Regions from separate parts of the Sus scrofa genome. Here region 1 is linked to region 2. The links are chromatin contacts, called in public promoter capture Hi-C maps. All regions are on one chromosome and are shown on one strand. Each heading gives the region's core, a stretch centred on a gene start, on an enhancer-like site or on the middle of the called end of the contact. The rest is flanking DNA. Distances are from core to core; before and after follow the strand shown.

Evidence for each region. Promoter capture Hi-C pulls out the DNA fragments that hold promoters and counts their contacts.
Region 1: a contact with region 2 is called in a promoter capture Hi-C map of liver, with 4 times the contacts expected there. The contact joins the promoter of LOC110255598 here to the promoter of DNAJA1 in region 2. A contact is called at or near these places in 1 of 5 promoter capture datasets (liver), 3 of 47 Hi-C or Micro-C datasets (heart right ventricle, liver and skeletal muscle) and 1 of 2 datasets of contacts at active chromatin or transcription factors (alveolar macrophages).

What each region holds. Positions count from the first base shown.
Region 1 is chr10:33,998,977-34,003,395 of Sscrofa11.1, reverse strand. LOC110255598 reads right to left here and starts at 2,190. Exons shown (of 3, transcript XM_021064275.1): 1 at 1,830-2,190; 2 at 1,275-1,749. The coding sequence starts at 2,190. It overlaps ACO1 (cytoplasmic aconitate hydratase), which reads left to right and starts at 1,501. Exons shown (of 21, transcript XM_003357729.3): 1 at 1,501-1,640.
Region 2 is chr10:33,443,384-33,448,036 of Sscrofa11.1, reverse strand. It overlaps DNAJA1 (DnaJ heat shock protein family (Hsp40) member A1), which reads left to right and starts at 2,481. Exons shown (of 9, transcript NM_001244163.1): 1 at 2,481-2,613; 2 at 3,667-3,808; 3 at 3,966-4,143. The coding sequence starts at 3,677.

The DNA.
Region 1 (4,419 bases), core at 941-3,440, 560 kb before region 2:
TAATTGTAAAGCAGATGGCCAGGGGATCCTGGTTTCCTGCGAAGGCAGCTCAGGAATTAAGGCACTCAGTAAGAAAGAGGGCATAAAAATTAAGACTATGACTGGCATGGAAAGGGGTGGCAGTTGGATATTTGTGGGAGGCTAAGATGAGCCCAAGAACTGCCTTTCCTTGTTATGAATGTAGCTTTTTCTTTTTTTTCCTTTTTAGGGCCACACTCATTCCCAGGCTGGGGGTCGAATAGGAGCTACAGCTGCCTACACCTAGATCCAAGTGGTATATGCAACCTATACCACAGCTCAAGGCAGCAACGCCAGATCCTTAGTCCACTGAACGAGGCCAGGGATTGAACGCAAGTCCTCATGGACACTGTTTGGGTTCATGACCCAGTAAGCTACAATGGGAACTCCTCAGGTTGGAGTTTGTTCAATGAAAGTGAATGAAAGGACTTTAGAAAGTGGGTGAGAAAAAAGTCTTCTCCCATACTGGAAATAAAAGGGATATGTCCTCTTTCAAAATTAAAGATAACCTTTTATATTTAAATATAAAATTTAAGTAGGGGACAGCTATAGCCTACCGTGCAGCATGATGAAATGGGGCTTAAGAGTCAGAAATCCCTGGGGACTGAATCCCAGCTAAGGAACATTTCATGTCTGCAAAACAAGGTCATATTTCTCCCTTTATGGGGCAATTGGAAGAAATGAACTGAATAACATATGCATCACAGGGCCCTGGCAGAGTAAGTACATGGTAACTGGTAGCAGCCGGAATCAGTATTAGTTATTATTTATTCATCCTTTTATTCAGAAACTCAAGACAGAAAACTATAATCACTCTCTATATAAACTGGGCAAGAATATCTCACCTTTCATCTAGAAAGACCTAATCATCCACCTTTGCCTGAGCAGGCGCAACTCCAAGCAACATATCAAAGCCGGTGCAGACAAAAAAACCCACTCAGTGTCAACTCGGCCATGTCTCTGACTTCTGAGAAGTGAACAGCCTGCATTAGGAAGTGTTGTTACACATTAAAAAATAAATAAATAAAATAAAAAAATTAACGTTTAAACTCTGCATTCGTAATCATGGAAACTTTGAAGTCCCCGCAAGTCATTCAGCGTGCTTTGCAAGTCATTAAAGACAGGGGTGGGGGTGGGGGCAAAAGGAAAGAGAGGGGAGGTGACCGCAGGTACCAGGGCGCCAGATAATGAAGCCTCCACCGAGACGGCCAAATCATTTTAAAATGCAGCATTTCTTCCCCGCGCCTTGGGCTTACTTTCTAGCGAGCCGGGCAGTCACACTCCACTCCCCATAGAGAGCGTGTCCCAGGCCCTGGGCCCGCGGAGGAGGATCCTGGCCGGAGACAGCTTCCGGCCAGCGACCTCTAGCCACCCTCCCTCCGGCGTGCGGGGGCGAGGTCTCCCGCAGCCTACAGGCCCCGCCCCACCCCGCCCCTCGGGCCTCGGGTCCTAGTCGGGCACCGGCCACCCCACCATCGCCCCGCCCCGGCTCCGCCCCTCGGCCGGTGGCCCGAGGGCGACAGAGGGAGGCGCTCGGAGGCAGCGGCTGGAACCAAGCAGCGCACTGGAGCGCCCCGCAGCCTGGTGCCGGGCCGCCCGTCAGACCCTGCCGTGCAGTACCGGTGAGTACTACGCGGCCCGACTGACGTCCCCAGGCCAGAGCGCTGCCCGCTCCGGCCCAGGCGGGGTGGGTGCGAGCCCGCGGCACCCGGGCACCTTCCCGGCGCCCGGCTGCAGCGCACAAGGTGGCCCGGGGCGAGGATCCGGGGAAGGCCGAGGGGAGAATCGGGGACTAGTTCCTGGGGACTGACCCCTCGCCCTGTCCCCAGATTGTGCCGCGCGGAGGACAGGGAAATGGCTCCCCTCAGCCTTATTTGCCTGGACTGTTCGGGCCGCCGGAAGAATCCACGTTGAGACAGTTCGGGCTGATCTGGGAAGTCCTAACCCCAAAGAGGGTGTGCGCCTCTCACGGAGCTGCGGGTGGCCAGATAGGGAAATCCGCACTGAGGAGGGCACAGATGGGGAGTCCACACTAACTGCTGAAATGAAAATGGAGGGGGAAGAGACCCTCGTGGAAGGGGTGGGCACAGAGCCCGTCCTATTGGATTCAGAGATCCAGGAAGGAGCACAGGCAGCCTTTCCTAATTCAGCCAGCACTTTAGAATGGCCCATCCTCCCTCCCTGCCACACTTAGAACCCTCCTCAGGGGGTGGTGTGAGGAGGTAGGGTGAGGGTGTTCCCGGGTGGGGGTAGGGAGTCTGGACAGCCTCTAGGATAGCCGTTCTCAAACTTTGGGGGAAGGAGTCAAAAACCCCTTTACTTAGGACTTTGGTTTATGTGGGTTATATGTATATGTACCATACATAACTAAAACAGAAATGTTTATTTAGAAATTCAGTTAAAAATAATAATGGATGTATTATATGTTGATATATTTTCATGAAAATAACCATTCTTTTCAAAACGGAATCTTAATGGGAAGAGTGGCATTGTATTGTATTTTTGCAAATCTCTTTAATGTCAGGTGTAATAGACAGCAGCTAGATTCCTACATCTGCTTCTGCATTCAGACTGTTGCACTATTACATGTGATGTAGCCTCTGGAAAACTGCACTGTAGACTCCTGAAAATGTGAGAGCGAGGATAGCAAATAGCATCTTGGTATTATAATGAAATGGTTTTGACCACGTGGCTCTCTTGGGTCCCCAGTACCACACTTTGAGAACCACTGGTCTAAGGAAATGCTTCAGAGGCTTTAGTCACTTCACCGGGCTTTAGACCCGCTTATTTGTGATCTTTCTCTGAATGGGAACACACACCACCCCCTGTGTGGACAGTGTTAACCTCTGGTAGGTTCAGCCAAGCCTGACCTCACTCTGGAAACCGGCAGGGCTCTCAGATGCCTCTGGCTGCCTGCAGAGCTGAGCCGTGCGTGTCCAGATTGTGGCAGTCATGTGGCACACAGGACCTGTGCCTTCAGAGACCTGCCGATGGGGAGCCGGGGCCAAGTGTGGAGGAGTTTGTGCAAGTTGAGAAGTTCATTTCCAAAAGAACAGGGAGGCATGTTTTTGCCTTCCTTTCCTCCATGTTCATTTCTGTGAGTGGCTGTGTGGCCTGGAGTTTATTGGAATATGATCCCCCCAATCTTGGGGCTCCTTCACTTTGCACTTTCAGAGCTATGTCCCTGTGAGTGGCCCTTTCCTAGCCCCTGCCAGAATCCAGTGTCTGTCCTGCCTGCTGGTGTGTGGTAGGTGTGATCCCTCACTGGATCATTTCCTTGGCTTCTTGTTCACACATATATGTAGCCTTATAAATATGTGGAAGACAGGCATACCAAACTATTAACAGTAGCCAGTTCCAGGCAGTGGTATCCAGAGTCCATGGAAGGAACCTGTTACTCTTTGTAATATCACATGTCTGCCTAGCTTGCAGCATTCGTGTATTGCTTTTACCACCTGAAAACAGAGAAAACAAAAACCTAAAATCCCAACAACCTATACTTTTTAAAGGATCATTTCTCTGGTAAGAATGTTCTCATCACTTCCTCTCTCCTGATAAAACAAATGACTTGAATTGTCCCATCACATTTCTGAACGGACGTATATGATACTAGTACATATTAACTCAAAATAATATGGAGAGAAAGAGCCCTCCCAGAGCAAAACAGTTTATTGAACAGTATTGTCTGCCATAAACCCCTGCCCAAGGTTAGAAGTACCAGAAAGGAGTATTCTTTAATGGATTATGATGCAGCCCTTAAACTGATGTTATAAAATGCTGCTCCATGAAATGTCATACAACACAGTGAAACTGAAAAACATGTTATCCAAGACTCTTTCCCTGTGTTCCTGTTGCTATGAGGAGAGAAAGTTTGTGCATGTACATACAGATCTGCACATGCGTGGACAGAGGCGAAAGCTGCGCCAAACGCTGAGTGATTTTTCTCTTGGTTGTGGGTTCAGTGTGTTTTTAGATGTTCTTCGCTTTGCTTATTAATACTTTCTAGTAAGTACTAAGCAAGCGTCACACTTGATATGACGAAAAACAACCCCTATGGTTACTTGTACACCGAGGACAACATAGTTGCCTTCATTTTTCTTAGCTTGACTTAACCACCAGAGCCCTGAATAGGCCCATGCTACTTACTCCCTTTCTTCAGTGGGAGGCGGAGAAAGAAGTATGGAGTGAGAGGCATGCATTTGTGTATTGCTTTTATAACCTGAAAACAGAAAAAACAGGACCCATGCACCTAAATCACACTGAGCAGTGTCTTCTTCCCCCTGTAGAGTCAGCTCCAACCTCAGCCCTGCCTTCTCCCTCCAAGCGACCTAGAGATTAGAAAGTCCTTTATCAGAGTAGCACCCTCACCTGAGAAGCCGTCAGCTGACCCTCTCCCCAAAC
Region 2 (4,653 bases), core at 1,232-3,731:
AATCAGAGCTACAGCTGCCAGCCTACACCACAGCCACAGCAACACAGGATCCAAGCTGTGTCTGTGACCTACACCATGGCTCAGGGCAACGCCAGGTCATTAACCCACTAAGTTAGGTCAGGGATAGAACCCCAAACCTCATGGTTTCTAGTCGGATTCGTTTCCAATGCACCACGACAGGAACTCCAGCAGGAACTTCTAATAATGTTTTTTAAGACAACTAAGCATCACCTAACTTTGCCATTGGAGTGATAAGTTATTAGTTCTAAGCTATCTTCATGTTTGTATCACACTTTCATCTTTCTAATACTTGTATGAATTTCACTTGGGTTCCTCAGGCAAAAAGAAACACTAAACATGGTAACATTTAAGAAACACTAAGCATGGTAACATTCACTGTGGAAAATCTTGGTTGATGTGATTTAATATACACCATACTGATGTTTACCTCATATGCTTAACATTGGCATTCATCCTTGAGGGCAGGACAAGAATTTAGGTGATTTTTATATTATCAAGCCCTAGTTCACTGCCTGGCAATATTAGACTTTTATTTTTTCTTTTTTTTGTGGGGGGGGGGGGTTAGTACCTGAGGCATATGGAAGTTCCCAGGCTAGGGGTTGAATTGGAGCTGCAGCTGCCAGCCTACACCACAGCCACAGCAATCTGCAATTGCCACCACAGCTCACAGCAATGCTGATCCTTAACCCATTGAGAGGTGTCCCCTGGGATGTATCCACATCCTCAAGGATACCAGCTGGGTTCTTAACCTGGTGAACCACAATGGGAACTCCAGTACTAAACTTTTAGTAACTGCTGATTAAACAAAACAAAGCCCTTTATACCTGAGGTGATATCTGAGATGGCAACACCTAAGATTGGAAATGTTAAGGGTTTGTCAGCTGGAGCACAAGCAAAAACAGGTGAAAAAGTGCATTTGGGAAAATGCAGATAGTGACAACTTAAAGAGATAAGGCTGAGGTGATAAGCTTGGGGATAACTCCAGGGTAAAGTTCAAAATCCTTAGTTGAGTAAGATACACCAACAGGTGCTCTCCAACTACCTCTGAGGCCTCACCTCCTGTCACTCCAGCTCTTAGCTCTGGCTATAGTCAAATAACTGCAATTTCCTAAAAGCATCATATTCTTTCACACCTTAACCTTAGGTTCCCTTGCACTTTGTCCTTTTCTGGGAATACTCCTCTTCTTTCAAAACTCAGCTCAACTGCCACTTTCCCAAAGGAGCTTTCTCTGTTCCATCAAGTGAACATACAAGATCTTTCCTCGCTGAACTCTATCTTCCACTTCCCTTATAGTTAGTTCACTTCTCGTCTCCCTACTAAAATGTGTACAGAGCTTATTCAACTTTACATCTTCTCCGATGCTAGATACTCCAATGTTTTGTTATTAAATAAAGAAAACAGACCACATTTGCCATTATGCCCCAGGCTCAACATCTGAAAGCCCCAAGGACTCATTTTGCAAACTACAGATTCAGACTCACAGACTGGTAGAACTTAATTGTTAGGTCCAATAATTAAAACCATCCGTGTAATAATCTATGTAGGAAAAGAATCTGATGAGGAATGGCTATATGTATAACTGATATACTGATTTCAAGTGAACTGATGACACCTGAAACATGTTTATAAGTCAACTCTAATAACATTTATTTAAAAAAAAAAAGTTTGCCACTCTTGGTGTTACTGTGCCTAGGCTAGCCAAACCAGGTGAATGCCTGGCCTGAGAGGTTCCAAGGCCCTGGGTTTGCACCAAAGTATTCCAAACGTTTCCCTGTTTAGAGCTGCCTGAGCACAACGTATTACAAGGCCCAAAGTATATATCGTGTGTACAGGGGCCAAAACTTGCACGGAGGGTTCTTCCAACTTCGCAGTTCAGTGAATTACGAGGCTTTGGACAGCGCGTTAAAAAAAGCAAGATCCAAGGCCTGAGACTGTTCAGGAGCCCACAACCGTCTTGATCAGAAGTTCATGCTCCATGGCTTCCCAGAACCTCAGGTCTAAGAAACTAAACCGGTTAGAGACGCCAAAAGCGGTGTCAAACGCGCCGGCGGAGAGCAGGTGCGGCAAGGCTTTGTTCTGAGAGATTCCTGTACCGCACACCGCCCCGGCCAGCGTCCCTGTTCCCCAGCTCTCCGAGCTCTAGCAAGCGGCGGTGGCGGCGGCTCTCCTGATTGTGAATCCTGAGTTGGCCCGGAACGGAATCGCAGCGCTACTGGGCAAATCCCTGTTCCCGCCCAAGACTTCCAGACTTTAGGGCCCGCTGGGTGGAGGAAGGGGATCCAGAAAGTTCTACGAGCTGCAGGAACCCAGTCTTGAGCCCACCCCCACAAGGCCCTTCAGCTGAGTCCCTCCCACTCCGAGCACCCCCGCGCCGTTGCCCAGGTAACCGCGGGGCGGTGGCAGCAGCCGGAGGGGGTGGGACTTCCGGCGGGTGACGCGCCGCGACTCGGCTACAAAAGACGACGGTTGCGGCGCGCCGGGCGGAACTTTCCAGAACGCTCGGTGAGAGGCGGAGGAGCGGCGGCTGCCCGAGCTGCGCACAGAAACGCGCTCCTTCCCGCTCCCCCACATCGGCCTCGGCCCGCTCACCGGTGAGTTTCTGCTTTCACGCTTCCTCTGGTCCCCAGGCCTGCGCCATTAGCGGCTCCGGGAACTGGGATGGAGCCGCGGTCAAGTGGCGGTTGGCTCCGCGTGGGCTGCGGGGCTGTCGGTTCCTGTATCCTCGATTCCCTTTCTGTAGAATTGATGGGGGTGTCCCGGCAGCCCTTGCTGGTGCGCAACGGCTGGGCCCGATACCGTTCCAGAAGCTTTCCCCTCGCCTATCTAGCCGGGGGTCTCCAAGGATCTGCCGCCTCCGGGTTTCCCTCCGCCCGCCCTCGCTGGGGGTGGGGTGGGGGTGGGGGCGATTCTGCGCGCACGCGCAGGAGGAGCCAGGGGCGAGGGGCTGCGGGAGGAGCTTGGCGGAGGCTGCGGTTTTCGCATCTCCGGTCTCCCCTCCTTCTCTTTGTTGAGGGTTGGGCTTCTCCCACCCCTTCGCTCCTGAGTCGGAGGAAGAAAGGAAGGAAGCCCAACGCTCGGCGCTAAGTGCAGGGGGAAACCTAAGAACATGTAAGCTATGCTGGCTTGTGGGGCAAGAGGGGTTCGGCGTTCAAAGCAGAGAAGCTGTAGGTCCTGTGATTGAGAAACAGTCTCAGGATTGAGGGGGAGGGGAGCTTGCTTTCTGGAGCTTCCTCCCCGCCTTGTGCCCAGACGTCTTTTCTAGGAAGTGTATGGTTTATCAGATTTACCAAAGATGATAATGACAGTGGACTGAACCTATTAGTGCGTCTTGTCTTTACTGCCCTGTCATTAATGGGGAGGGGAGACAGGAAGAATCGAGATGGAGGTTTTCAGGTGGAAAGTGGGAACAAAGTAGTATGGGAGGTTTCTTAATTATTCCCTGATAATTATTAGCTTATATTTAGTCTGTTAGAATTTAATGGCTGAATTATCAAAGGACTTGTTACCGTCTCTGTGAAATTTAGGGAAGGTGATGTTCTTATGATCAGATTTGGCAAAGAACAAATTTCTTTGCCTAAACTCTTGATTTTTACTAATTAAAACTACCAGTTGAAAGTAGTTAAAATTGAACTTTTTTATTTCAGGCTGTAGAAAATGGTGAAAGAAACCACTTACTATGATGTTTTGGGGGTCAAACCCAATGCCACCCAAGAAGAATTGAAAAAGGCTTACAGGAAACTGGCCTTGAAGTACCACCCTGATAAGAATCCAAATGAAGGAGAGAAGGCGAGTACCATACTCACACTTTAACATAACTGGGTAGTTCTTGCCAGGTGTATGGTATTTCCATTACAACATGAAATTGAGTATGTCTAATACAGTGGCTGTGCTTTGTGACAGTTGAGTTTTTTTGGTGAAATTTATCCCCTTTTTTCTCACACAGTTTAAACAGATTTCTCAAGCTTACGAAGTGCTCTCTGATGCAAAGAAAAGGGAATTATATGATAAAGGAGGAGAACAGGCAATTAAAGAAGGTGGAGCAGGTGGTGGTTTTGGCTCCCCCATGGATATCTTTGATATGTTTTTTGGAGGAGGAGGAAGGATGCAGAGAGAAAGGAGAGGTAAGAATGACTTAGTCCACATATAGCAAATTAGCCAATTTGGTTAAAGCGAATTCTTGAGAATTCACATATTATTAAATGCTTGTTCACATGTTAGTGTAATGTTGCAAGCTGACTGTAAACATTTTATGATAGTTTTTTAAAATGAGTTTGGATGAAACTAAAAATAGCCAATAGGGTGCTAACAAATGAGTGTTTCTAAAGCTCTTCAGATACATAGGACTTTGTTGAAGTTGTCAAGCATTAAATGAATAAAGTTACAGGAGCATAAAATTTTCAAAACCCTTTTTATATGTTTTGATTTTCAGAACTTACACACCTACTCCTCAACCCCAATAGTGGATGTAGTCAAAAGTGAATAACACCCAGTCGAAGGGAGTTACAGTTCAGAATCCTAAATATTTGTCAGGGTCACATATAGCCAGCATCAGAGTCTGGATTGGAACACAGGTTCATTGCCTTCAAAAAGCTTGGTCTCTGTTTAATCTACCTTCAGTTGTATTGTACTAA